4 separate regions of the Mus musculus genome follow, and all the other regions are linked to region 4. Evidence: chromatin contacts called from public Hi-C, HiCAR-type and HiChIP or PLAC-seq data. All regions are on one chromosome and are shown on one strand. Each heading gives the region's core, a stretch centred on a gene start, on an enhancer-like site or on the middle of the called end of the contact. The rest is flanking DNA. Distances are from core to core; before and after follow the strand shown. Region 1 overlaps Mtres1 (mitochondrial transcription rescue factor 1). Region 2 overlaps F930017D23Rik (RIKEN cDNA F930017D23 gene). Region 3 has its middle 24 kb from the start of Bend3. Region 4 holds the start of Rtn4ip1 (reticulon 4 interacting protein 1).

The links. Hi-C and Micro-C count contacts between places; a contact is called where the count stands out from the background. HiCAR-type assays count read pairs that join an accessible place to other places. HiChIP or PLAC-seq counts read pairs in DNA pulled down with a chosen protein or histone mark.
Region 1: a HiCAR-type map of astrocytes shows a contact between it and region 4, with 2.2 times the contacts expected there. The contact joins the enhancer-like site here to the promoter of Rtn4ip1 in region 4. A contact is called at or near these places in 14 of 39 promoter capture datasets (the 3T3-L1 cell line, 3T3-L1-derived adipocytes, embryonic stem cells and 9 more), 1 of 15 datasets of contacts at CTCF or cohesin (the NIH/3T3 cell line), 1 of 484 Hi-C or Micro-C datasets (liver), 10 of 115 datasets of contacts at active chromatin or transcription factors (the NIH/3T3 cell line, astrocytes, bone marrow-derived macrophages and 7 more) and 2 of 9 other capture datasets (adipose tissue and liver).
Region 2: a contact with region 4 is called in an H3K4me3 HiChIP or PLAC-seq map of embryonic forebrain, with 4 times the contacts expected there. The contact joins the enhancer-like site here to the promoter of Rtn4ip1 in region 4. A contact is called at or near these places in 1 of 15 datasets of contacts at CTCF or cohesin (the NIH/3T3 cell line), 1 of 484 Hi-C or Micro-C datasets (bone marrow-derived macrophages), 10 of 115 datasets of contacts at active chromatin or transcription factors (acute myeloid leukemia, bone marrow-derived macrophages, embryonic basal ganglia and 6 more) and 3 of 9 other capture datasets (adipose tissue, liver and pancreatic islet).
Region 3: a contact with region 4 is called in a Hi-C map of cardiomyocytes, with 2.6 times the contacts expected there. The contact joins the enhancer-like site here to the promoter of Rtn4ip1 in region 4. A contact is called at or near these places in 2 of 39 promoter capture datasets (both in liver), 3 of 484 Hi-C or Micro-C datasets (cardiomyocytes, cerebellar granule neurons and palatal mesenchyme), 1 of 115 datasets of contacts at active chromatin or transcription factors (bone marrow-derived macrophages) and 1 of 9 other capture datasets (pancreatic islet).

What each region holds. Positions count from the first base shown.
Region 1 is chr10:43,524,355-43,531,421 of GRCm38.p6, reverse strand. Mtres1 (mitochondrial transcription rescue factor 1) reads left to right here. Exons shown (of 4, transcript NM_026411.2): 3 at 752-824; 4 at 6,014-6,303. The coding sequence ends at 6,193. It also overlaps the pseudogene Gm9803. Among named protein-coding and RNA genes, the nearest start is that of Mtres1, 13 kb to the left of the region's middle. Within about 2 kb of position 3,636, at least 92 of the 459 cell types and tissues checked have an H3K27ac peak or open chromatin away from gene starts, as enhancers often do. A contact at or near this core is called in astrocytes, embryonic basal ganglia, embryonic forebrain and 3 more, where this site is marked.
Region 2 is chr10:43,615,213-43,622,560 of GRCm38.p6, reverse strand. The region is part of intron 2 of F930017D23Rik (RIKEN cDNA F930017D23 gene); the gene reads right to left. All of the region lies in intron 1 of Gm51800 (a long non-coding RNA gene), which reads left to right. Among named protein-coding and RNA genes, the nearest start is that of Gm51800, 4.9 kb to the left of the region's middle. Within about 2 kb of position 3,185, at least 27 of the 459 cell types and tissues checked have an H3K27ac peak or open chromatin away from gene starts, as enhancers often do. A contact at or near this core is called in embryonic forebrain, where this site is marked.
Region 3 is chr10:43,451,549-43,458,358 of GRCm38.p6, reverse strand. It overlaps a transcript of Pdss2 not described here and the pseudogene Gm3699. Among named protein-coding and RNA genes, the nearest start is that of Bend3, 24 kb to the left of the region's middle. Within about 2 kb of position 3,533, at least 7 of the 459 cell types and tissues checked have an H3K27ac peak or open chromatin away from gene starts, as enhancers often do. A contact at or near this core is called in cardiomyocytes, where this site is marked.
Region 4 is chr10:43,898,140-43,905,476 of GRCm38.p6, reverse strand. Rtn4ip1 (reticulon 4 interacting protein 1) reads right to left here and starts at 3,670. Exons shown (of 9, transcript NM_130892.5): 1 at 2,941-3,670. The coding sequence starts at 3,214. It overlaps Qrsl1 (glutaminyl-tRNA synthase (glutamine-hydrolyzing)-like 1), which reads left to right and starts at 3,741. Exons shown (of 11, transcript NM_001081054.2): 1 at 3,741-3,863. The coding sequence starts at 3,840.

The DNA.
Region 1 (7,067 bases), core at 2,387-4,886, 370 kb after region 4:
CACAGGGGTGGGAGGGTGGATGCTGAGGTGCCTTTAGTGCAGCCATTCTCTCTGCTGGGTGCTGCTAGTGACCAAAGTGTGGGTTCACTCTCTGTTCTCTGTCATTGATGGGGATAGCCAAGGTAAGAAGAGCAAATTGAAGATTTCCGTATGTAATTTGTATCTTTTGTGGCATCACTAATTGTGTCCTTTACTGTTTGAATCCACAGAACATATAAGACTGTAGGCCCTGCTTTGAGCATCCTGATCAGGATTGCTGGTTGCTGTCTGACATCTGGCCAACTCCTCTAGGGCCTGAATGCTGGCTGCTCCCTTTATTAAGCAGAGCCAGGTGTCAGTCATCTGGAGTCAGGTCACCAGGGGGTTAAATTCAGAGGTGAATGGCTGTTTGATTGGAATTACTCCGCCCTGGGTGCACACAGGCAGTTCCATATGTGTGGTGCCTGGTTTTGCACTCTTGAGTGCCAAGCAGGTAGCTGAGGGGCAGGAAACCCCCCTTTCATTCTGACCATTGTGACTCATGAGCAGCCACCTGCCTGAGAAGCAGCGAGCCTTTTCAGAGTCAGAAGTACCCTGTGGTCTCCTGTTAGATGCCCGTCAGTGATGGCCGCTTTCACTTCGTGACTTTCGTCCAAGCGCAGGGTGCTGTGGGGACTCACCGAGCAGACGCTAACAGCAGCTGCTTTTCTCAAAGCTGTGTGATCATTGAGTGATTTCAATTTTAAGTGGTTTTTTTTTTTCTTTTTAATAGCAAAGTAGAAGATGCATTCTACAAAGGTGAACTCAGACTGAATGGGGAGAAGTTGTGGAAGAAAAGCAGAACGGTGAGCCAAACCGCCGCCATGACAGCCCCACGGTCCTGTCTGTCGCTCTGCTACTCAGTGCTGTCCCTGTGACTCCCTGGGGGCCCTGGTGCCTTCTCTGAGGTCCTCTGAGTCCTGGTCATGCTTGTGGGAACCACCTACAGGCCACTGTCTCTTCTCGGCCATTGAGTCCTGAGAAGAATTTGGAATCAGCCACCCTCAGGACTGCGGCCATCCTTACTCAGACATCTAGGTATTAACGTTAGCCCCATGGAATCATGGCAAGTAGATGACACGGGAAAGGTTGACCAAGCAGGGTCACCTAAGCAGGGGTGTGACTCTGGTCACTTCAGCAGGGGCTCTCCTTGGAGCTCTGCTTTCTGACAGGCAGCTGGCAAAAAAGATGCCCCTCATTTCCCAACAAGTTCGTATTAGCACTACTAATTGAAAGACATGGAGCCAGGGTGGTGACACCTTGTCACCCCAGCACTGAGTGGAAGGCTGAGGCCAGAATGTGGGTCCCAGGTCAGCCAGGGCTGCACAGTGAGACTGTGTCTCAAAAAATAAACCACACAAGCTGGTGAGATGGCTCAGTGGGTTAGAGCACCCGACTGCTCTTCCAAAGGTCCAGAGTTCAAATCCCAGCAACCACATGGTGGCTCACAACCATCTGTAACAAGATCTGACTCCCTCTTCTGGAGTGTCTGAGGACAGCTACAGTGTACTTACATATAATAAATAAATAAATATTTTAAAAAATAAAATAAAATAAACCACACAAAACCCCCAACTGATAAAAGGAGGTACTTCCAACATTTGCTGTGTAACATGTCTCTCTGTCTGCCTGCCTGTCTGCCTGCCTGTCTGTCTGTATCTTTCTGTTTCTCTCTCTCACACACACAGATACAAACATACACACACTCGTGTAAAAGTAAAATTCTGTTAAACAGTGTTCTTAGTGCACGTATGTAAAGCCGCACTCGGGAAATGGAGAAACGGGGATCAGGAGTTCTAGGTCAGCCTGGGCTACCTGAGATGCTGTCTGCACACATACACATACACACACATACACACATAAACACACACACACACAAAGGCAGAGTCAGGAAGACTGCCACAGATTCAGCCAGCCAGATCTGCTCATCTCATCTAGTTCCAGGCTGGCCAAGACTATCTTAACAACAACAACAAAATAATGTATTCATATGTTCAATATGCTCCATATATTTTGAATTAAATATTACTCATATTTATCTTAAAATAGGTTTTTATGGGATATTATTAAGCTTTCAAATGTATTAAGCTTTCTTTGTGCTTGAGTGTCTTGCTTGTGTGCGCGTGCGCATGCAGTCCTGTGGAAGTCAGAAGACCCCCCTGGCACTAGAGTTGCAGGTGATTGGTTGTGAGCCACAGTGATTTCTGGGAACCACACCAGGGTCCTTTGCAATAGCAACAGGCAGCTGGCCGGAAGATGCTCTTAACTGCTAAGCCGCCCCTCCAGCTGTAGTCATTTTCTTCATGCCTTTTATATTTTGAATTTTATTTTTTTAATTTATTTTATGTATATAAATGCCTGCAAATATGTTTGTGCATAATTATGCCTGCTGCCCACAGAGGCCACAAGAGGGTACCAAGTCTCCCAGAGCTGGAGTTAAGGATGGTTGTGAGCCGCTGTGGGAGTGCTGGGTACCAAGTCCAAGTCTGCAAGAGCAACAACTGTGCCTGGCTGCCGCGCCAACTCCCCAGCTCTCCTCTATTAATTTCCTTCATGCCTTTTATTTTCCAGCTTAAAAAAAATATATTTAGTTGGGGAGTGGGGAGTGTAGGACATGCATGTCACGGCATGGATGTAGGTGGAGGTTAGAGGACAGCGTGAAGCAGTGGCTTCTTTCCCACCAACCCTCCATGTTGGTTTCAGGGACAGAACTCGGTCGTCAGGCATTGCTGCAAGGTGCCGGGCCTGGCTGCCTCACCCTCCCTCTGAGATACAGATAATGAGGTTTTTGTGTATTTGAGACAGGGTCTCACTAAGTAAGACTAGGCTGGCCTGAACTCAGAGAGATCTGCCTGCCTTTGCCTCACGGATGTTCTACCATGGTTTTTAACCATGAGATTATCACTTAACAAAACTCAATAAGGAAAATGTAAGAAAGCTTTAATTAAAAGTTTGGAAGTGGGACTAGGGACGCAGCTCTCCTGTAGGGTGCCTGCCGAGCATGTGAAAGAAGCCCCAGGTTCAAGCATGCGGCAGGCGGAAGGGTGAGAAATTCAAGGGCATCCCCGCTTGAATCTGAGGCCAGCCTGAGATGTGTGACACCTGTCTGGGGATAGAGGGTGGCTTAAAACCTATGGCCCTTGCTTGGAAGCGTAACCCATCAGCACTGAGGGGTAATGAGGAGGCAGACGGTTTTGAAGGGTGGTTTTTATTCTCCTTTCATGTTCCGAGGCCTGCTAGGGCAGGATCTGAGCTACCTGGAGTTGCCCTGGGGTGTGGAACAGGAAGTGTGTCTGTCATGTGTGCATCGGTGAACATTGAGACTTTGAGTGCCTGCTCCTGGGGATGATGTAGTCCATTGTTGCTGCCTGTGTGGACACAGAGAGATGGCCTCCATTCTTGTCTCACCTGTTAGTCGAGGCCCGGGAGCTCTGATAACCTTGGCTGGCAGGTGCAGGATGACCCGGCAGCCATTGTTCAGTGAGCTGCACAAAAGCCACTGCTCCAGATGGGCCTTCTCCACCCTTCTCTATTGCTTTCTGGGCTGTGGCTGGGCTGCAGTACCTCTGGATGCCCTCCTGGCTGGACTCATTTGCAAACTCCATAAGCCTGTTTTTCTTCCCCTGCTTTGAGGTATTGTTAGCTGCAGCCTAATTGCTCTGCTCCTCCTGCCTTGGGTGTTCTGTTGCCTCAGCCGCTTTCCAGATTCCTCCTGAGGGTCAGCAAAGGCAGAGGCCGGCATTAACACTAGCTCCCTGCCTCGTTACTAAGAAGCCTGGTAGCCATAGAAACTGCAGCTAAGCAGAGATTTGAAATGTAGATATTTGAAACAGCCCCTAACCCCAGCCAGTTTTGCTTTGTGTCTTGAGAGGACCAGGCCTTGGATGGGACTAAATAAAGCATGCCTGCTTCCCCAGCCTGCTCCGTGGAGCCAGAGCCTGGCCACAGGCCCTGAGGTCCAGCTTGTCTGGTGCTGCAGCTCAATCCCTCTGTTCCCCGCCTGCCACTGAGCAAAGCTTTTGTGTGTTCTGCAGTCTAGGCGGGGTCCAGAGTGCACGGTGCTGTGTTAACCCTGCTCTGCGGAGGTGGCTTGAGAAGCCAAAGTGTGGGGACTCACTCACACACCCTGCCTTAAACTCCCCTCCCAGGAGCTGGCTGCACTAAGAGCAAACATTGTCTGAGCCCTAGAAGGAAGAAATGTCATCACTTTTTTCCCCTTTCCCTTTTAAAAACACTTTTATTAGCACATATTAATTATTCATAATAACATTTCATTTTTCATGCCTGTGTGCAATATGTTTTGATTGTATTCACCTCTCCATTAATCTCTCTTGGGCCCCACGCCTGACTTCCTTCCTTTCCCCTTTATACTCTTGCAGTGTCTACTCCTTCCTCTTCCCCTCCTCTTCCTCCTTTCCTGTCTCCTTCAACTTTTTTTTTTTTCTGTAATATGATCTCACTAAAAACTTGCAGCAATCCTCCTGCCTCTGCTGGGTTTATAGGCATGAGCAACCATATCCAGCCTAAGTAACTGGGTTGGTGAGATGGCTCAGCAGACAGCGGTGCTTGCTGCCAAGCCTCGTAACTAAAGTCCCTTCCCTGAGCCCATGTGGTTGAAGGAGAGAACAGCTCTGCAGAGGTTTCAAGTTCCACACAGTGTGTCCCACACCCCAAACTAAATGGTTTCGAAATTTTTAAGTTAGGGGCTCGAGATGGCTCAGCAACTAAAAGTGCTTGCTGCTCTTGCAGAGGTTCCAGGTTCGATTCCCAGTACCACATGGTGGCTGACAACTGCCTGTGCTGCAATTCCAAGAGCTCCATTCTACCTGTGACCTTCAGGGGAACCAGGCGTGCACATGGCACCTAGCCATCCACGCAGGCCGATGCCCACACACAAATGCATCTAAAAGACGGAAGTGACTGAATGAAATGGACCAGTTTCTAAGCTGTGCATGACCGCTTATGGGGGGGGGGGCTTGGTTTCTTGTTTGTCTTAGTATACTCATTTTAAAATCTGTAAATAACTTATTTTATGTGAATGGGTGTTTTGCCCACATGTGTGTCTGTGCAGCATGTGCACAGCAAGGCAAACAAGAACAGTGACCACTGTTAATCACTGAGCAATCCCTTCAGACCCTTCAACAGAGTCAGCGGCCCACATATGAGATGCTTTACTCAATAGAAGCTGGGTGGGGGTTCGGGGTGGGGGAGGGGGAGCACCATGCTCTTTCTGGCTTATATTTTGGCAGAAACAGCAGCGTGTAGCCAGGCTGTTTTGAGCACCTCCTGAGTTCCTGGCCAGATTCTCTAATGAGCTGAGTGAACCAGGTATCTGCCAGGTGTTGCCATGTGCCAAACATGGACCAAGTCCTTGCAGAGGGCCTGGTGGTAACATGGCTCTCCAGGGTGACAAGCTTTAGCAGCAAGTCCTCTGGTAAGGTTAGTTTGGCCTCAGCTCCTGGAGCCAACTCGCCTCTTGTGTGCTGTCCACCTCTGTGGTCTGAAGCTGGTCTCTTTCCATGAGTCTCTCTCATGGGGCAGCCAGCAACCATGATGACTGATGTCTATGAAACTGTCCCATCCCATTTTAGGGCATCCCGGCTAAAGCTTAGTGCTGCCTTCTTCCTGGTGCATGCAGTGCTGTCTTTTGCACATTCTTGCTAAGGCTGTGCCCTACCTTTCAGTGTTGCCCAGACAGACAGGTTTGTCCCTCAGCGACCTGACCGATGACCTTCCCCAGCCTCAATCCTCGGCAGGCCAGGCGTGGATGTCAGATGGAAGCCACTGCTGCCTGCAGTCTGGCCCCTGTGCTTGAGGCCCCCTCCTGTATGCCTTCCCAGCCATGCAGTTCAGAACTAGGGTGACAGCCTCAAGAGTGTCAGGCTGTCTCCCTTGCTCTTCCTATGTGACAGTCACCACATTAAAGCAAAGCAGGGCTGTTTGAATTGGCCTAAGTTTCCCAGAATGGATAAAGGTTGTCTCCCTGTGTCCTCAGGTGAAGGTGGGAGATACCTTGGATCTCATCACTGGAGAGAACAAAGAGACAGGAACAGAGGTGGTGATGCGAATTCTCCTGAAAAAGGTCTATGAAGAGAAGACTGAGAACGACAAGCACCGGGTGGTGTTGCGCCGATGGAAGAGCTTAAAGCTGCCTAAAAAGACTCTGTCTAAATAAACATCACTTCTCCCACAGACTGCCTCCTAATTGTCAGGGGGTGGGGGAGCATAAAAAGAGGACGTTTTTATTAAAATAAAGTTCTCCTGTCATTTATGGGGTCACCGGAGCACTCTGTGGAAGCTGCGGTCTGTGGGTTTCCCTCTGGCGCTGGCCTGTGCTCCCTTAGACCTGGCATTCTGAGAGCCCCCTTGTTGTGTGCAGAGACAGATTCTGGAGGAGCCCAGGCCAAGAAAGGACATTACAGCGTTTTTGTTGATGTTGTTGGTTTTGGTTTGTTTTTCCAGACAGGGTTTCTCTGTGTAGCCCTGGCTGTCCTGGAACTCACTTTGTAGACCAGGCTGGCCTCGAACTCAGAAATCCGCCTGCCTCTGCCTCCCAAGTGCTGGGAGTAAAGGTGCCCGGCAGGACATTACAGCTTGTCTGACATTTCCCACATTAACTACCTCAGGAGTCACTGTAAAATACATTGGCCTTGTTTCTTTGTGGGTTTTGTTTTATTGTTGATTTTTGTTTTGTTTTTTGTTAGATGGTGTGTCTTAGGGTTTTATTGCTGTGAAGAGACACCATGACCACCGAAACTCTTTTTTTTTTTTTTTTTTTTTTTTTTTAAACACGCAAAAGACATTTATTACTAGGCTATAAATTATGAGGCAATGGCTGGGGTGTGGAGAGCCCAGCAGTCACGTTTTGGGCTTCTGCCCTTTCTCTCTGTCTTCCTGGGCTTGTATTCGGAGTTCCTCATCTAGACGTTCCTTTGCACGGACAACCTTTGACTGCAGGTAGAAAGAGCCACCCACGGACTTATCATTCACTTTAAATAGGTGTTCATAATTCTTCTGGACCTCCTCGGGGCTCAGCTTGGAGACGTTGA
Region 2 (7,348 bases), core at 1,936-4,435, 280 kb after region 4:
GGAATAGATGATATCTATCACATTGTGAACATTCACCTCCTTTACTCAAAATCAACTTGTTTAAATACAAAATATCATAAAGGAAAAAATAAAGCCTCCACAAAATGATCCAGAATAATGCTTGACCTGGGCAATGTGGCCCAGCCAGGTTAGCACATAAAATTAAAGTTTAGCAATTTCATAAACCTTAGAACCTCATTTCCCTCTCACTGTCCCACTTGAAATGTACCTGCTGTCTTTTTGCACCTGCCAGTGTCTCTGACATCACCCTGAAGCCATCAGAGTGGCTCCAGAGACGGCTTAGTGGATGAGACCACTACAGAGCAAGCAAGCTAAGCGAAGCTGAATCTGGATCCCAGCACCGGTGTAAAAATCCAGCCATAGCCTGCCGACAACCCCAGCCCAGCGCTGCCTGCCGGAGCCCAGAGACAAGAGGCTCTCTGGAGCTTGCTGGCTGCCAGCCTGGCTCCAGATTCAGTGAGACTGTGTCAGGGAAAGATGGTGGCGAGTGATAGAGCAGAAGATCTGCTGACCTCTACCTCTGCGCACACACATGCATACACACACACGTGCAGGCACAGGGGTGCACTCTCGCACACACTCACACAGAGGGACAGAGAGAGACTATCATCACACTAACACAATGGGAAATAAAACACATGTGTCTATGGGTGTCTTTACATTTTTTCATCACTACTTTTTAGACTTTGTGGCGACACTATCCCCCACAAACCACTCAATCATTTCTCAGGAGGCCTAAAGAAGTCATTTTAAAAGAAGGGGAGGAGGAAGGCAAGGTAGGAATAGGAAATGTAGAGAGGGACCTGCCAGACTACTAGCTCACAATGCAGCCTCTGTCAGCTTTCCAACCGCTCTTGAGAAAGCCCTGCATTTATATGGTCCAGCGTTCTTGTTATAAAAAATTAACAAGCACCTTTAGTCTATCTGTGGCTATATCCAGCCGAGCTGTGGGCATCAGCTGAGGCAGACTTCAAGTCGGAGCTCTGGGAGGCACTGGCTGCCAGGCGTTAGCCAGCCGAACAAACAGGGATGATTTGAAAATCAATGTCAGTAACTTCTAGGCAGTCCCTAAAATATCCTGTCTGCCCAGTGCATGGAGTTCCAGAAAGTGCTGTGCTGTGCCCTGTCCTACTCCACCTGCAAAAGGGAAAAGCTGTACACGGCGTCTGCCGGGACTGCTTAGCCTGATGTGACGTCCTGTGTGGCCTCGGCCTTCCCACCATCGCCAAGAGTTCTGGCTCTCCATCTACCACTGTTAGTTAGTTCCTTATAACCCACAAAATAATTTTGAAGGTGTATAAATCACCAACTTGCTTTTTTAAAATATCATATTATGATAAAATGAATGGTGTTTACCTCATTTTTTTAGAAAATACATTATTTTTATTTTATGTGTACGTTTGCTCTGCCTTCATGTATGTCTATGCATCACGTGCTGCCAGAGGCCAGAATTGGACATAGGATCCTCTGGGTCTGGAGTTATAGATGGTTATGAGCTGTCACATGGGTACAGGAAACTGAATTAACATCAGTGCTCTTAATTACTGAGCTATCTCTCAGACCCATACTTCACCACATATATTATACATATTACAAATTATACATACATATGCTTCATATATATATGTGTGTGTGTGTGTGAGAGAGAGAGAGAGTGTGTGTGTGTGTGTGTGTGTGTGTGTGTGTCTGTGTAACTATAGAACCTCAGAATTGTTTGGAAAGATGATAAAGCCGTCATTCTCTACAGTGTGCCCCCGTTGCAGAGACATGTGTACCTGACAGGAAGCATGCTATTTGCTGAGGCAGCCCAACCATTCTCTCCATCACACACACTAATCTTCCTGTGTCCGTACTGATTAATCAGCTGATTCTCCTACCTAGTCCGCTCTCCACTCAGAATAGGAAAGCTTTTCAATATTTAGTATTTACCAGTTCTACTATTAGCACACAAAACACAAAACGCTATAATGCAATGCTCCCATGAATCTGCAAATAACAAATTTTGTATGTGATAAGGCTGTTTATGTGATTCTTGTGGTCTTTAATAATAGTATCAAGTCATCAAAGACTAAAAAATAAGAATAAAAATTATCTCTATAATACACACATGCAGTTCTTGATTCCACCGTTCACTTGGGAACCGTAGTACTGGCTTACTGTGTCCAGAAGCATTTCTGTACAAACACAGATGTGTGTAGCACCTCCTCATTTTAATACAACTGAAGGTACTCCATACACACACTCTGCAACTTTTTCCTAATGATGTATGGAAAAGTTGAAAACCTGGGCTCAGAACCCCAGCACACATGTACAAACCGTGGTGGCCCATGCTTTTAATCCCAGGGCTAAAGATAGAGAGACAGGTGGATCCGTGGGGCTCACTGGAGAGCCAGTGTGAACCCCAGGGAGACACCCTTATCAAGAACAACACCCAAGGTTGTCCTCTGGCCTACACACATACACACACACACAAACACACACACAGAGAGAGAGAGAGAGAGAGAGAGAGAGAGAGAGAGCATGGGTGACTGAATAAGCAAATAAGTATATAATCTAAGTTAGGTTTGGTTCCATTCTGAAGTGACCATATGAATTTCCTATTTTCTTTTCTAATGTCCTCAGAGGTTTTCTTTTCAGCAATCTTTGAGCCTTTGAAAGTGTGAGGGGTGCAGACTTTTAAAATATTCCTTATTTTCGTGCTCACAGTCACGGGCTGGTTTTGTCAATACCGTTCATTGAACACAGCTGTGCTCACATGTGTATGCATGTTTTACACTACAACAGAGATAGTTGGGCCCACAAGCCCTAAAATATTTAGCTTTCTGGCCTTTTACAGAAAAAAAAATTACTATATTCTTATATAGGAAAAGGAGAAAAAATGGACTGATTGCTCTTGGCATAAACTGTGCAGAGAAAAAACAATTCACTAGGGAAAAAAAATTGAAGTAAAATGGTGGGTTTCTTTCCCCCGTAGGAGCTGGCGCACTGTGCGTCTTCATCTTTTTATTAATCACACCAGTTCTCCTTCAGGAATACCTCAGATTTCTCATCATTTTCCTGCCAGCTTGGCCAGAAGCCACTTGTTCAGGTACTAATGAGATGTGGGCTGGTCTCTGGGGAGCCCTGGGCTGTGGCAAGCAGGGCTTCTTTGTTTTAATCCGGTCCTATGGAATCCAGGTTCCACCACCTTTCTTTCTTTCTTTTCTGGCCTTTCTTTCCCCTAGGACTGACAAGAGCCCCCTTCACACTGGCTTTTTTTTTTTTTTTAATGTGTTGTAATAAGATCTGAAGGACTTTTTCCCCAGAATAGTAAACAAAGGAATTTCCCCGCGTCTCCATGGGTTGCACCAGCTTTTTAAGGCTCCAGCTGTTTGCCCTTCCTTTCTCTGACGTTGCACTTCTCTCCACGTTACTAATGAATCTCATTAGACCCATCCAGAGTTGGCTTCTCCTTCTCGCAAGGCAGCTATGAAGTACTGAATATTTAAGGGGGCACTCACAGAGAATCTCATGAAGAAAGAGCCAAAAAGAAGTGCAGGGGGAAATGCTTCCCAGTTGAGCCATGTTACGACAAACTGGAAGACACTTGGCAGATGTTTAATTTACTGTCTGTTTTCATGCTTTGTTCATTATAGTGTTCAGTCCTCAACTACAAGTTCATGAGGTACATGGAAAACCCAAGGACACTCATACAGGGCTAAAATGCTAGAAATAAATACTGTGTGGAAAGAGCAGTCACACTTCTCAAAGTAGCTTTACATACAGAGCTCTATTCAGTTCCCAGGGTAATCAGGTGGGCAGAGCTGCGCAGAAGGGAAGTCATAGGTAGAGAAGAAACCGGGGATCTTGTATTTGCTAAGCAGGAGGCCACACCCCACTCTGAATTATTCGGGTCTTCTATAGATGAGACCTTCACATTATTCAAAACCCTCACATAAACTCATCCATGACTGCAGAGCACAGCTCCTCCCCACTCTCACCCTCACCCTCCTCTCACCCTCATCGTCCTCCCACCCTCACCCTCCTCCCATCGTCACCCTCTTCTCACCCTCACCCTTCTCCCATCGTCACCCTCTTCTCACCCCCCTCTCACCCTCATCCTCCTCCCACCCTCACCCTCCTCTCACCCTCCTCCCACCATCACCCTCACCCTCCTCTCACCCTCATCGTCCTCCCACCCTCACCCTCCTCCCATTGTCACCCTCTTCTCACCCCCCTCTCACCCTCACCCTCCTCTCACCCTCATCCTCCTCCCACCCTCACCCTCCTCTCACCCTCCTCCCACCATCACCCTCACCCTCCTCTCACCCTATTCTCACTCTCCTCTCACCCTCAACCCCTCTCACCCTCCTCTCACCCTTACCCTCCTCTTACCCTCATCCTCCTCCCACCCTCACCCTATTCTCATCTTCCTCTCACCCTCACCCCCTCTCACCCTCACACCCCTCTCACCCTCACCCTCCTCTCACCCTCACCCCCTTTCACCCTCACCCTCTTCTCACCCTCCTCTCACTCTCACCCTCCTCTCACCCTCACCCTCCTCCCATCCACACTCTCCTCTCACCCTCACACCCCTCTCACCCTCACTCTCCTCCCATCCTCACCTTCTTCTCACCCTCCTCTCATTTTCACCCTCCTCCCACCCTCACCCTCCTCTCACCCTCACCCTCACCCTCCTCTCACCCTCACCTCCTCCCACCCTCACCCTCACCCTCCTCTCACCCTCACCCTCCTCCCACCCTCACCCCTCTCACCTCCCCCCCCAACCTCCTCTCACCATCCTCCCACCCTCACCCTCACCCATCCAGTGTTTCTCCCATTCTCTGTACATCCTGCTGGAGATGTCTATGTACACGTGGCTTCCCTTCTTTTTACATAAATATATTGACATTTTTCTCAGTGGCATATCTAAACATCTTTCCAATGGTATCTGGTAAACTTCCTATTTCTCATGGTTTATAGTATTTTATGAGTAAACTTTGATCTGTTAGCATCATTAGTCTTGCGATCATTGTCATTGCTATTTTCAGTGCTATGGATCAAACTCGGGGTCCTGGAAATGCTCAGCACACACTGTGACCACCTAACTTCGGCCCTCTCCAACCCTTTATGATTTTTTAGAATAGTTTTATATTTGTGAATTTTTAAGTTGCTTCTGATCGTGTTTTCTAATGAAGAACCTATATACATATTTAATGTATTTAAAAAGTTATCAGGTATAGCAAATTTCCATTCCAACTGTATGATAGAACTTTCAGGTAATGGAGACAAGATTAAACAGTGTTTTGTTTTGTTTTGTTTTGTTCTTAAGGATCTAGACTTAGAACAAGTAACTTTTCACTGGAAAAGCAAGAGGTACACAGACAGATGTGCCTGCATACTATGGGAGCCACCAATCATTTATAAAATGTAACTAAAGCATCTCCCAGAGAAAGAGGAAGGAGTCAGTGTTCTTGTTGACTCCATTTGTGTGTGCATCATCCCTAAACCAAATGATGGACTAACTGCATCTGGTCTGCATGGGGTTGCATTGCATGGGGGGTCACTTCCCGTGCCTGCCCGCCTGCATGGGTTACTTCCTGTCAACCTGTGCCAGAATTACTGAGATTTAGGCTCTTCTACCTGCACTGGAAAGCTGAAGAAATTAACCCCACATACCCAAAAAATAGAGACTAGAAGAAGGTACTGGCTGGTTTATGTCAACTTGACACAGGCTAGAATCATCTGAGAGGAGGGAACCTCAATTACGAAAGTGCCTCCATAAAACCAGGCTGTAGGCATGCCCATAGGGCATTTTCTTAATTAGTGATTGATGGGAGAGGGCCCAGACCATTGTAGGTGGGGCATCCCTTGGCTGGTGGTCCTGGGTTCTATAAGAAAGGAGGCTGAGCAAGCCAGTAAGTAGCACACCTCCATGGGATCTGCATCAGCTCCTGCCTCCAGGTTCCTACCATGCTTGGGTTCCTGTCCTGACTTCTTCTGATGATAAACAGTGATATGGAAGTATAAGCCAAATAAACTTTTTCCTCTCCAACTTGCTTTTTGGTTATGGTGTTTCATAACAGCAATAGAAATCCTAAGACAGAAATTGGTACCAGGCGAGTGGAGTATTGCTGACCGTGTTGTTTTGGGGAGGAGTGTAGGACTTTGGAACTGTGCCTGAGAAAGGCTATTGGGTGTTGAGAACTGAGTGGGATGTTCTGTAGAAGCTTGGAAGACAAGAATGTTGAGAGCAATGAAGATGATTGAGGCGGGGCTTGTGGAGTCTCAGAGGAAAGTTTAAAGACTCTATCAGGACCATTTGATATTTTGAATTAAGAGTCCATGGTTCCATTCAGTTGGGGCTAAAGAATCAGATGTGATTAATAAGAGACAAGAACTGCTGACTTACCTTTGTATTACTGGGACAATTGATGCTATTCAGCTGGAGCTAAGAAATTAGCAGTGATTAAGAAGAGACCAGCATCACTGAGGTGAAATCTTCTGGGAAGTGTTTCCTGAGAGTCAGCATCTGCCAGCTGTGTTCAGAGGTGGTCAAGGTTGTGTCTCGTGCTGGCAGCCAAACTTGGTCATGTGTAAGAACCACCAGGTTCTGGGTGTGGGCACTGGTTCTGGTTTCGTTGGCATAAAAATCAACTGAGGCTTGGCAATAGGTGAGGCCATTGGAGATGGCACAGCCTTAATAGCAGCTGAAGACCCAGGATTAAAGGGATCATGAAAAGAAGCTGACACTTGGCACCATGAAGAGGACCCAGAAGCTACTGATGAAAGTTCAGCCCAGTTGCAGTAGGAGACCCTGGCATATTATAGATGCCAATACCATAGGATGACCACCAAGAAGAGAAACAGCAATAGAGTGTAATCTGCATGAGCCTAGATGATCAGCTGTGTGTCTCGAAGAAGGCAGAGCCAGAAAAATGACCCAAACCCCTGAGCCCAGGTGATCACAGATGAATCTGGATATTTGGCACTGAGTTATTTACAGTGTTGGGGTGTGGTTCTGCTTTGTTCAGATTGTGATCATGCCTTGGTTTGTCCCTCTTGGCAGAAGAAAGTATTAATTTTACAGGCACCCATACTTGAGAGACTAAACATTATACAAAGAGATTTTGGAGTTTTATGGAGACTTTGGATTTTAAAAGAGATTAGATATTTTTAAAGAGAAAACTTCTAACGTGTTTGGATTTTTTAATCTATGGTACGTTTTAAATTTATAGAATGTTTTCTATTGTGACGTCTTTATTAATGTGTGGTCTTGGGGATGAACAAGAAAGGAAAGGTTTCAGATCAACAGTGATGTGTTTGTGTATCAAGTTGACAAGAAGTC
Region 3 (6,810 bases), core at 2,284-4,783, 450 kb after region 4:
GTGTCCAGGCAAGCATGGTGCTCTAGAAGGAGCTGGGAGTTCTACATCTTTTTTTTTTCCCCCTTTGGTTTTTCGAGACAGGGTTTCTCTGTGTAGCCCTGGCTATCCTGGAACTCATTCTGTAGACCAGGCTGGCCTCCAACTCAGAAATCTGCCAGCCTCTGTCTCCCAAGTGCTGGGATTAAAGATGTGTGCCACCACTGCCCCTCAAAAGTTCTGCATCTTGATTCAATGGCAGCCAGGAGAAAACTGTCTTCCTAGGAGCTAGGAGGAGGGTCTGAATACCCACCCCTACAGTAACACACTTCCTCCAACAAGGCCACACCTGCTCCAACAAGGCCACACCTCCTAATAGTGCCACTTCCTGAGCATAGCATATTCAAATCCCAGAAGCACTAGGGAAGTTCTTTAGGAAGAAAATCCCAATCCAGACATTTTAGTTATTCCTTTATTGCTATGAAGAGACACCATGCTCAAGGCGACTCTTACGAATGAAAACACTTAACTAGGGGCTGGCTTACAGTTTCAGAGGTTCAGTTCATTCTCGTCATGGTAGGAAGCATGATGTCCTGCTGGCAGACACTGAAGTGGTGGCTAAGGACTGTATCCTGATCCATAGTCAGAGAGAGACACTGGGCTTGGCATGGGTTTTGAAACCTGAAAACTTGCCCTCAGTGACACACTTCCTCCAGCAAGGCCACACCTCCTAGTCCTTCTAATCCTTTCACATAGTGCTACTTCTCAATTCAGTATTCAAATATATGAGCCTATGGGGTCCATTCTCCTTCAAATCACCACACGAGCCAATGGAATATTCCATTTTGCCTCATGTTCCATGGAGATAACAATTGCTACTCATGGTACCCAACACTCAGAGGCCGAGGCAACCGTGGGCTGTACAGTAAGACTTTATTTTACAAGAACAACAAAACAACGCCCCACCCCCAACACACACACCATTCTCTTTTACTAACATGGAACCTTATTTTCTTGATTCTATCATGGGCAATTTCTGACTCAATTGTAGATTTACTTTGTTGTTGTTGTTGTTTGTTTTTGACACAGGGTTTCTTTGTATAGCCCTGGCTGTCCTTGAACTCCCTCTGAAGACCAGGCTGATCTGGAATCCTCAGAGATTGCCTGCTTTGGCCTTGCTGAGGTTAAAGGCATGGGCCACCATCACCCAGCTTTGTCTCAGTGTTTTAAACTACTGATGATACAGTAATAAAGAAAAGAAAATCTACAATTAAGCCGAGCGTGGTGGCGCATGCCTTTAATCCCAGCACTCAGGAGGCAAACAAACAAACAAACAGCACTGGGCCAGGCTTGGTGGTACACGTTTGGAATCCCAATACTAGGGAGCCGGAGGCTGGAGAATTGTCACCAGTGTGAGGCCTGCTTGGGTTACATAATCAATTCCAGGCTAGCTTGGGCTATGAACTAAAATCCTGTGGAGGCTTGAAGGGCTAAAGCAACAAAGTCCTTGCACTCTGGGAGGAACAGACAGCTTCTGGGGCAGAGAGCTCACTGAAATCACCTTTAGTTCACCATTTTCCTCAATGGAGGAAAAGAGACACTGGGTTCAATGTGCTCGGGATTGAGTGGTCAGAAGTACGGCAAGATGAAACCCCCTCACGTAAATGACCCAGTGACCTTCTGACCTATATAATCAGCACCAGCAGAAAGCACAGGGAGCATACAGGCCTCTGGAGTCAGCAAGAGTTTGAGGGAAATCAGCCCACAGAATTCCAACAACCCACATTTACCTGCTACTGTTCTCTGAGTAGTCTAAGTTGAAATGTTTAAAAATTAGGCTGGGCTCGGTCTTAGCGCCATCTTCCTTGAGACTCCTGCGCCATGAGAGCGAAGTGGCGGAAGAAGAGAATGCGCAGGCTGAAGCGCAAGAGAAGAAAGATGAGGCAGAGGTCCAAGTAAGCCTGCCGGTGCACCCACGACGCCTGCAGGAGCAGAAGTGAGGGATGCTGAGGGCCGGGACAAGCTATCGGACTGTGTGCTGCCATCGGTAATGAGTCTCAGTAGACCTGGAACGTCACCTCGCTGCGATCGCCTGGAGAAATGACCGCCTTTCTTACAACCAAAACAGTCCCGCTGGCCCTCTGCCCTGGACCCCCGGCACTCTGGACTAGCTCTGTTCTCTTGTGGCCAAGTGTAGCTCGTGTACAATAAACCCTCTTGCAGTCAGCTTAAGAATCAAAAAAAAGAAAAAAAAAAGAAAAAGAAAAGAAAAGAAAAAAAGAAAAAATTAGGCTGGACTGGGCATGGTGGCGCACGCCTTTAATCCCAGCACTCGGGAGGCAGAGGCAGGCAGATTTCTGAGTTCGAGGCTAGCTTGGACTACAAAGTGAGCTCCAGGACAGCCAGGGCTACACACACAGCCAGGGCTATCTCGAACCTCCCCTCCCCCCCCCCCAAAAAAAAAATTAGGCTGGGCGGTGGTGGCGTCTCCCAGCACTTGGGAGGCAGAGGCAGGTGGATCTCTGAGGTTGAGGCCAGCCTGGTTTTCAGAGCAAGTTCTAGGACAGAGAAACTCAGTCTACACAGAGAAACCCTGTTTCAAAAGAGGACAAAGAAAATTTTATTTATTTATTTATTTATTTTCGAGACAGGGTTTCTCTGTATAGCCCTGGCTGTCCTGGAACTCACTTTGTAGACCAAGCTGGCCTCGAACTCAGAAATCCGCCTGCCTCTGCCTCCCAACTGCTGGGATTAAAGGTGTGTGCCACCACACCCAGCACAATTAAAAATAAAAAGGTTTTTACACTTATTTATTTTATTGTATGAGTTTTGCCTGCATATTATGTCTGTGTACCAAGTGGGTGCCTGGTGCCCACGGAGGTCAGAAGTGGGTGTCAGACTCCTCTACAACTGCAGTTCGGAATGGATGGTTGTGAGCTACCACATGGGGGCTGGGAACTGAAGCTGTCTCTTTCAAAAGCAGCAAGCACTCTTGAGTACGGAGCCATATCTTCAGCTCCTACATCTGAAAAAAAAAATTAAGGACTAGCTTCTTCGCTTCCAACGATTTTAATTAATTAATAGTTAATTTTTTGAGATGGCTAACTTCCAAAACACAGAGATTTGCCTGCCTCTGCCTCCTGAATGCTGGGATTAAAGGTGTGTGCCACCATTACCCAGCTAAATTTTAAACTTTCACATGTAGACTACTCAGAAGGCAGTATCAGGTAAATGTGGATTATTGGAGTTCTGTGGCCCAGGTATGCGACCCCTCTTATTCCCAGTAAATCAACAGTATACTTGCGTAAAATGTACAGAGTGTATTTGGCAAAAAGCAGGTAAAGAAGTGACTTTAGTTACCTACCACAGGGTCTCTGGTCTAGGCTACACTAAGTGAATGCGCTTTTCTCATGCTTAAATTCTTCTAACCGGGAGTGAGTGTGGCTCCTATCAGTTATAGAAAGAGGTGAGTGGGACCGCTTAGGACCTAAATATAGGGCTAAGCATGCCTGTCCTGGCAGGAGAGCTCTTTGGCTGATGGCCTGGCCAGTTTTCATGTGACAAAGCTTTCAAAATTAACTCCATGTAGACTTGCAAGTCTTTAGGGAATGAAGACATGGGTAGGCAAGAGATCATTTTAAATCTTCAGTCAGAGGCTAGCCCTGGAAGCAGAGAGGAAAAGCCTGAAACATCAGAGGAAACAAGTGGGGGGTGAGCAAGGAGACAGAACGGATCTGGGAGATGGCATAGAGGCTTGGGAGGGGGTCGCATGGGTGGTGGGAGTGTGTGTGGGGGTGGGGGTGGCTGAGCAGGACTGTACCTGAGAAGGATGGGGAAGCTGTGGGCCACAGCTGAGGCAGAGAAGTGGGTAATACAGTATTGTAATTCACACTTTTGAGTAGCTGGAGGGGAGGGCAGGGCAGAAAGGACAGACAGCAGGTAAGCCTGCCAAGATGCTGGTAAGCAGGCCTTCTTCTGACCTTTGCCACAAAGCTTCCAACATGTGACAACCAGCTTGGTGCTTGGCTGTTTCCTGAAAGACAAATGTAGTCACTGACTGTGACAAGAGATGGGGAGAGAGAGGGAGACCCTGGTCCCAGACCTCTGGCTCTGCAGCTCTCTTTCAGTAAGTGTTGGTTTCTCAGACTCCCTGTCTGAACTAGGAGATGCCAGGAAGAGTGAGAGGCCAAGACAGACATCCAGGAACTGACCATTGACCCTTTACAGCCTTGTCTCCATGAAGATCTAAGGAGCACGACATTTTGTTTTTATTTTGAGACAATGTGTTGGCACATACCCTAGGGTGGCCTCAAACTCATGATGCTCTTGAAAGATTGGTAACATTTATGCAAGAAGATTACTACCCTCTGGATGGAATGAATCTTTTTATCTTCACATACCCTCTCCTTTTCTCTCACCTCTTTCTCTGTCTTTTGTTTGTTTTGTTTTTTGTTTGTTTGTTTGTTTGTTTTTGAGACAGGGTCTCATGCAGCTTGGACTAGTCTGGAATCCATTATGTAGACATGAAAGCCTTAAAATCCTGATTCTCCTGCCTCTACAGCAGGTACAGGTATGTTCCACCATACCAGGTTTTATAATAAAGACTTTAAAAAAAATCCAACTAAACATTTAGAATAATCAAAAACTCTTTAATAAAAAGTCTTGTTAGCTGGTGGCACACACCTTTAATCCCAGCACTTGGGAGGCAGAGGCAGGTGGATTTCGGAGTTCGAGGCCAGCCTGGTCTACAGAGTGAGTTCCAGGACAGCCAGGGCTACACAGAGAAACCCTGTCTCGAATAAATAAATAAATAACCACAGTAAAGCTGCATGACTATACACATTCATAACAAACAAACTTGGGTGCTGGAGAGATGGCTCAGTGGTCAAGATCACAGTATCCTTACAGAGCACCCAAGGCTGAGTCCTAGAACTCCGATGGTCACTCACAGTGATTCCAGTTCCAGGGGCTCTGACTTCTTCTGGCCTCTGCGGATACCACGTATGCACATGGTGTACATACATGCATATGTGCAGTCAAAGCACTCATACACCGAAAATAAAGTAACTACATCTTTTTTAAAAATGATGAACTGTAACTTAGGACTGGGGAGATGGCCCAGTGGTTGAAGTGCTTGCCTTGTAAGCCTGAGGCTGGAGTTTTGATTCACCAGCCCCACCACGTGAAACTCCAGACAGTATGGTGGCTCGTTTGCCATGCTAGCCTCTGAAGGCACACAGAAGGGATTCCCAGAGCAAGTTGGCTAATGAGACCAGCCATACCTCTGAGTTCAGGGTTTGACTGAGAGAGCCTGCCTCAGTGAAAAAGACGTGTTATTGAAGATGACTGTGGACATCAGCTTTGGGCGTCCGTGTGCACCCACACATATGCAAACTTGCATAAAACATATGCGTGTGTGCTCACACACACACAGAGAAATGGAAAAAGAAAAACCACATAACTGTAGATGTAATTTTAGTTATGCAAAATTTACAAGAACTTGCTCCCATTCCCTGCTTAGCTTCTGTTGGAACTGGATAAATAAAGACTGGAGATGGGAATTAAAGGCTATGCTAGTGGTCAGGAGCAGCTCTGGGTCTGAGCTGCAGCCACACAGCAGAAGAAATGCATGTGGACTTCTGAAAGAAAAGAGGGCAGGCGTGAGAACTCTGATCCTCACGCGCCCCTCCCCCACACCCCTCGCTGAGCCTCTGAATCACAGCTACCTGGGACAGTCGGGACAGTAGGACCTCTGGATTCAGTCATCTTCTATGGTATTCCAAACAGGACCACTACTGCCACCAGGTGGCATCAAACTGTAGCCAGGCCTGGCATGAATTTAACATGGCTAGCTGGGCTCCCAGAGTCCTCAGCTGTGTGAACCCCCACCAGCCACTCCGTTGTCAGCTTCACAAACACAGTTCACACGCCTGGATTCGTGGCCGACTGTGGTCGGGTTTTACCGTATCGATTTATAACTAGAATTGAGGGGAGGCCTCTTAGACAAAATGATGAAGGAGATGAAATTAGACATTGTGATAAATATCTTATGCACACGAGTTCACTGAATCCCTTTTATGCATAAGGTATCAATAGAACAAAGCGAAAGTCATCTTTGTAAGTTAAACAGTTCCGCCTGTAAGTTAACTATTGCTGATTGGCAGACAATTCGTAGGGTGTGGAGACATGCAGACACAGCTCATCCCATGAGCTTATTCGTTGTTTCTAAAGTTTTAATATGGGCATTTCATGAATATCAGTTCCTCTACCTTGGGGGGTGTATATTATAAGTGTGTGATGGGAGGGTCCCCAGTGTGCCATGGTACATCTGTGGGAGACGGATGGTAACCTCAGGAACATGGTTATCTCACTTCTCCATGGGTTTGGGGACAGAGCACAGGTCTCCAGGGTCTTGTGGTACAAGCTTTTACCCCCCCTGAGACATTCTGCCACCTCCCACCCCCACCCTGGCACCCCGCTGTTTTTGAGACAGTTTCTCACTGAATTTAAGAGATCCACAATTTGACCAGCCCGGCTGGCCCCTGGGGTCCTGCTGATGGGATTTTCTCAGTTCTGAGATTACAGTGCACCTGTGCACCTGGCCCTGGATTGATGGATTGATTGATTGATTTTACATTGGTTCTGGGGACTCAAATTCAGTTCCTCATGCTTACACAGCAAATGCTTTACAGACCGAGCCATTTCCTCAGCTTTTAGAGTCCTCTCCTTCCTTCCTTCCTTCCTTCCTCTTTCTTTTTCTTTCTTTTCTTTCTTCCTCACTTTCTTCTTCCTCCTCCTTTCTTCTTCCTCCCCTCTTTTCCCCTCCCATTCCTT
Region 4 (7,337 bases), core at 2,421-4,920:
TCTAACAGTAGTGGCTATTTGTCTGAAAATAATCTTTATCTGTCATAATAGATGTGTCTCTTGTTTTCTTCTCAAGGGAAATAATTTTCTACTCAAATATCTCCCAAAGCTACCATTTTAAGGTATCTTCTACAACAGTAATACTGTCTCAAAACGCAGCCGTGAGCTGAAAGATAGCTTGCAAAAGTATTACCCAGGCAAGTAGTAAGACACCAGATCGTCCCAAAAATCCTCAATAAAAGTAAAATGTGCTACAGTATTACATAAAACAGTAGCCAAGAAACATCTGAACATGGTCTCTCTACTGAAATAAAACTGTACACACCACAAATTGTATATGCACATCTTATAAAACAGATTTACCTTTAAGCCCAATGTAAAAATAAGAAAATTTATAATGAAGTAAAATCATATGCAGCTAGGAGTAGCAATCTACACAAGGCTACAGGGGAGAGTTGAAATACCCCCAGCACTGAAAAAAAAGTTAAAGTAGACAGTGAAGGAAAGATATTTTCAATGTATTATAATTGTTGTTGTTATTTTGGTTTTGGGAGACACTTTAATGGCCCAGCCCTAGATGGCTTTGAGCTCCCTGCTAGTGTTTTTTCTGCTGTTCTGTGAGAGTAGCTAGGCCAACCTCAGACTTGCAGTGTAGCAAAGTATGACCTTGGCCTTCCAATCCTCCTGTTCTATTCTGCAGTGCCAGAACTGCAGGTGTGCACTGACACACCCTGCTTCTGCAGTGTTGGAGCTCAAACCAGGGCTCCGGTCTGGCAGCTATCACCTGAACTATCCCCCAGTTTCAGGAGTTTTCCAGATACAAACATTTTAAGACTCCAAATCTTTCTCTAAATTTCTTCTGAAGAAATGCTACTAGTCCTTATCTACCAGATAAAGAGAAAGAAAGTGATTTCAGGAATACTTTACTCAAATATCCACAGTATTATCAAGATAGCATGCAATTAATATAGAATTCTTGGCTTTTGTTTTATGGTTGTTTGTTGCTGTCAATGCCGGAGATCTTGCCCACGGCCTTACATGGCTATACAAAGGAATTTCTATTACTGAGCCATACCTCTGTCCCTGATAAAAATCTGACTAAGATATATCTAACTCTTTTCTCTCTTACTAAGTATTTGAAGTCTAGTGTATTTTACAGTGACTGCACTTTCAGTTCAGACCAGGAACATGCGCTTCTCAAAGCCATACGTGGCTCACTGGCCGCTATCCTCACCAACATAGCTCTAGGAAGTCACTAAATGTGCTAAATGCAACATTCAAAAGTAGAGACCCAGAGGCTCTCCAGGTCTGGTATGCCTGCAATCTGAACAATGTGTCTTTAAAAAGCATCTTCTTTTCCAAGTCTTTATGGGGCAACCTTTCCATCATTATTTCAAGTAACAGTGTAACAGTGTAACAGAAGACAGAACCATGTATGAAAATCCAGATGTCGTAAAAGGCATCAAAGAGATGTACTGAAGTGTAAAACAATGCTAACTTGTCTCAATTTCCTGGATTATTTTGGAAAATTATTTTTACAACTTATTAAATTGTATTTATTTAGGGCATAGCAAAATGTGGCACAGGCAACTTTCCATGGTGATTTCTCTCCTTCTACCATGCAAGTCACAGGGACTGAACCTGGGTCTTTGGGCTTGACAGCAAGTGCCTTTCCCCACTGGGCCATCTCACTGACATACACAGTTCTTCTATCCCAGAAACCTCTTTGGAATTAAATCCTGTGCTATATCAATCACTGCCCTACACTAAGTCATACATGAGCACTCCTGCTGAGGCACTGAAGGCCACTGTAGGCCCCCACACAAGCCCTTCAGAACACTGACCCAGGGTTAAACATGGCAGCTTCCTTAACCACTAGGTAGTTAACTTCCTGTGAATTGGTCATCTCAGAACATATTCATCTTCAGAAGACACACGTGAGTTCCCATAAGCGAGACTGACAATATTTTTGCCAGTTTTTTCCAGAATTAAAGTAATTTATAAATACAAATCAATTTGTTCACCACTATAATAGAACCACAGTATAGAATATAAGAATACATTTAAGGAATGCTCTCCCCAAGCTGTTCAATATGACCCAGCAAGAGAAATTAGGATAACATTATCCCAGCTTCAGCGGGTGTATAACAAGAAAACACATTTAAGCTGGAGGTGGGGAGTGGGGAATGGGGATATGAGAAATGACGAGGATGCTGTGCCCCTATCAGGAGTTCTGCTCTGTTGCTTGGTACACTGGGCCTATAACAGAAGCTGTGAACCGTGGGACAGCAAGAAGGATACAGGAATTACATAGACCCAGACTCTGAACTGATGGGGAAACATAGCCAAACTCTGGAGCCTGTGCTGGACCCTAAAATTACCACAGAGCAAATTAACTGTAGATATCACTTCTCGGTCCCAACTCATATGTGAAAGGAAACAAACACATTTAATAAAAGATTAAAGTATACCTTAGCAGTTGTGACAACAAAACGTCGTAAATATTTGCAGGGATAGTATCAGAAACCAGATGGCTCTGCCTATAGTGGTGCTTGCTACCAAGCCTGGTGGTCAGTTTAATGCCCGGAGCCTACCTGGTAGAAGGAAGAAACTCACTCCCACAAGATGTCCTTTGACCTCCACTTGGGCCCTGTTCCACACACCCAAACACAAAATAAATACATGTAATAAGAAACCTAAATGACTCCCTCACGCCAACCTAAATGTAGTCTATTAACTAGGTGTGGTCTACACCTGCTAAATCCCAGGCCTGGAGAGGCAGAGCAGGAGGGCGGCAGAGTGGAGACTAGTCAGTGGTATACAATGAATTGGAGGCCAGCCTGGGCTAGACAACGACCCCTTGTTTCAAAAGAAAAACAACAAAACACCTGTGTGCCCAGTGAATTTTGATTTAAAACCAAACAAACCCGGACAACTTACTTCTCATATTAACATCTATAGGATTTACACTGGCAGCGTGGACTTTGATAATGACTTCATTTGGATAGTGTATGATAGGTAACATCATGTTCTGGGTGAATCGAAGGACTTCATTCTTTCCATATTTATCTATCACCCAAGCGGGCATGACAGTGCTCCTCGCAGACGTAGTACTAATGCCTCTAAATGGTGGCTTTGGGATAACTGTCCTTCTCCAGAAGCAGGCGGCGGCACAAGCACTTCTTCTAAGTACACAGGTCTTCAAAACGCCCATCCTGAGCAGGGATGGAGAACGTTTCCTCGAAAAAAAGAAAAGAAAAAAAGAAAAAGAAAAAAGAAAGGAGGAGCGGGGGTGGGGGGTGCGACGGTGGAGAGAAAGGACCTGAAGCAGGTCAAACTAACACATTTCAATTCAGCCAAAATCTGCCAAACCCACAGGTCAATTAAGCGAGGGGGAGCTTTCAGAAGCAAACTCAACCTAAAGCCGCGACGGAATTAAAATAGAATTGCTACTGTGCTCCCCACGTCAGAAATGTCCCAGTTGGCGTCCAGTCAGTACACTGGCCATTCCTTCCTTACGCTCTCCTTCCCCTTAAGGAAAAAAAAGCAAGCAAGCAGGGAGTCCTCAGAGGGACAAGCAAACAAGGCTAGCAATTCCTAGGTCAGGCGGATTCCTGACACGACCCCGGCCGCGGTCTCCTTGCCTGTCCGCGCGCCTCCGGTCGCCGGCGCGCGAGCCAATCGTGTGCAGAGATCATTTCCGCCGCCCGGAACTCGACCAATCCAGGCGCTCGTTGTTAAAGAGGAGCCAAGATGTCTGCGCCCATGTAACGCCGGTGGCAGAGATTGACTCCTTCCTCTGTTCCGGGACCCGGTGCTACCGGCTGACTCCGAGGGCTATGCTGGGCCGGACTCTCCGAGAAGTGAGTGGACATGGCCAGGAGGGGACCAGGGAGGGCTGAGACACTGGAGGACTCGGAAGTTCAAGGTCGCCCCGGGTCACGCCGCACGGCACGCCCCCCCCCCCCGACCGCCTACATTCCTGAGTGGGAAGTGGGATTCGAACCTAAGCTCTTACCGTACACGCTGAGTCAATCCCCTAGAGTCAGAACGTCAAAAAGTTTGAACCCCTGAGCCGTGGAGTGGAACGACAGTCAACCCGCGCGATTAGGGAGAGGTTTCTCAGACAAGCCATCTCAGTCCCGTCGCTGCTGTGCTCGCTTAGGGACGGGGCGGTTTTGTAGCATGCACATTTGAAACAAACAAAAAAATTGGTGGCTTAAAAAAAAAAACAAAAAAAAACTAGGATTTCTACCACATCGTGTTTGAACATCTACTTAAGCTGTAGGTCGCAACCACAAATGTAGGAGAAAATGTGACAGCAGTTTTGAAAGGGAAGGAGGAGTGTTCCTGAGACAGTGGGCAAAGTTAATTCAAAAATCAAACTGTGAGTTGTGAGTTCAAGGTGTTTCTGACCGCACCCAGCGGTGCTTCCTCACGACTCTCTGCAGCAGGGTATGTGTGCACTGCCCAGCAAATGCTGCCGGAAACATCTCAACTCAGAATCGAGAGTATTGTTTATTAAGATTTAACATATGAGCAACTTTTCTAAACTTGTAGAAACATAATTATTTAATTTCAGAAAGCAAAACCTTTTAATATTTTACTAAATCGTTTTTCAGCTTGTCATACCCTAAGTGTGAAATGCGTGCATCTTTGGGATTTGTTGCTTTAAGGTGCTTGATTCTAAAAATGGCTGAGTTATTGACTTGAGTCTCATTCAAAAATCACTAAATAAGTTTTGATGTGAGATTATTCAGCTTTTTCCCAATATGGCGCTAAACATGCTCCTACAATTTTGTACAACATATTTATGCAAAGTGGTGTTCTCAGCACTGATATATCAAATCAAAATATTGGTAAACTGAAAAAAAATGAAAAACGTTGAGGAAACCTACAGCCAGGATTTAATTCTTTATTTAAAAATAAGCAAGTCTATGCATTTATTGGTATGCAGGTTTACTTTCATCTTTAATAGTAGAATTATGTACACCAAATAATTTTGTAAATATCTATATTTATTTATTTATTTATCTATTGTATATGGGTCTTTTGACTGCATGTATGTCTGCACACCAGAAGAGTGTATCAGATCCCATGTCACTACAGTCTTAAGTGGTTGAGAGCTGCCTTATGGGTGCTGGGATTTGAACTCAGGGCCTGTGGAAGAGCAGCCAGTGCTCTTAGCTGCTGAGGCACTACTCTAGACTCCATAGAATGGTTCTAAAATCAAATCCTTTATGATTTAGCAATTAATGCCTTGTATACCTACTTTGTATCTCAGTATACCTGTGCTTTGCAAAGCTTGTCTAGCACAAAAGGATTGTGAGTAGAAAAAGCTTCAGAAGCCCTGCCCAGGCTCGTATCTGTGAGGGCCTTCTGGAGGGCTCTTCCAAATGCCCAGAACACTCTAAACAAAGCAGAGGTGTCATTGCCCAAGCCAGAACAAAACCGGGAAGCACACCGTTACCCGTGGGTCTGTACACTGCCCTTCACTCTCCCTGTCCATCAACTCACTAAGCCCTCTAGTCTGTTCTCTTGAGATACCGTCCCACCTTAAGTCTTAGTCTTGCTTCAATATGGCTCGCCTGCCTTTGTTTGGGGCCAAACTCTCTTCAAGCTTTACAACAGTCTGCTCACCCACTCAGAATCACCTGGGGCCTTAGTTAACCTTCAGCTGGTTACCACACTAGACTCAATTAGAAAGATCTGTGTGATTAAAGCCTAGAGTGTATGGCTTAATGGGGTCTCTGGGTAGATCCTGGTACCTTAGTATTGAGTACCTATCCTGCCTACCGCTTCCCTCTCCCTTTTGTGTCTCCATTTGAGAGTCTTTTCTTTTTCAGCTGGCACCATTTCAGTGATATATAGATATTATGTTAACATATGTGTATATGTACATATACACATGTGCATATACATTAAATTAACATATCTGTATATAAATATGTGTGTATGTATATATAAACATATATGCATATATGCTAATATATTTGTATATAATATATAAGAAAGGTGACATATATGTTAAATATATATAAATGCTAATTTATAAAATTACAATTACCGTACATTGTATGTGAGATATATATAAAATCTTACATAGTATGTGGCATATCAGATAGAGTCAAGTCAAGTTAACAACTGGGAAGAGCCATCACACATATACTGTTAGTGAAAAATCAAATTTGTTCCTTTTTTTTTCTTTTTTGAGTTAGACTCTTGTTCTGTAGCCCAAGCTAGCCTTACTAAGTTTGTTCTCTATAAGGAGTGGGGAATCCATTTCCTCGAGGTTGACACTGGTGTCCTTGCTGCATTGCTGGCTGTGTGCAGAGCAAAGGAGGGAAAGGAGGAGCAGATGTGGAATGGCTGCAACCAAGAGTTGGGAGGGTTTAGGTTATGGAAAATGGCTACAACCAAGTAAGGTCAGGGAATGGAGAGCCAGCTAGCATTCCGCATCAACTTGAGGAGGCTTTTGGTTGCTTTGATTTGATTTGTTTTGAGACAGGGTCTCCTGTAGCCCAGGCTGGTCCAATACTTACTCTCCAGTTGAGGTTGTCCTTAAATTTCAGGTACTCTTGCTTGCACCTCCCAGTGCTAGGATTGCAGGCATGAGCCATCAACTAGCTGTGAACCTGAAGCAGGACGATGACAACAGCAGCAGTAGTCACAAAGGTGGCAGTGAACTAGGTGCTGAGACCACCAGCCGTGAAAGGCGGTGCCAGGCAGACTGGAGCCTCACAGGAGGAAAAGGGGAGAGTGTCTCCCAGAAGATGTGTTTCAGATGACCTTCAGAGAGAAGGGGAAAGAGACAAGGAGACCAAGAGAGCGCATGCCCACCCCTCCTTCCCCACGGACTCTAGTACGGGATAGATAGGATAGATAGGTCCGAGCAAAACCAGGAGCCCACTACCATTAGCAGGGAAGTTCCAGGAGAGAACGCTTTTTAGTGAAAATGTTTTAAGTTATATTTAGATGTGGCATGGCTGTTCTGTCCCAGGAGGGCTGTCCAATTTGCATCTCATACTCCATGCCCAGGCCATTCCATCTAATTAGCATCTTTGTCTCACTTCTCTTTCCAATTCCCTTACTGATTTCTCAAATTGAGAGTTCCTAAAAATGGCCCTAAGGAAGGGCAGCACTACTGCAGGTAAGTGGCCTGGGCACCGGCCCCACCCACTGTGACTGCCCTGCCCGTCACTAAGTCAGACAGCAGCTTGACATCTCAGACGGCCAGCCAAGGCAGGCACGATCTTCACTGGTACAGCTTTGCCTTGGGATGGACCTGCCTATATACCCTCATTGGTTGGTTTACTTGTCTCATTAGTGCATGAACA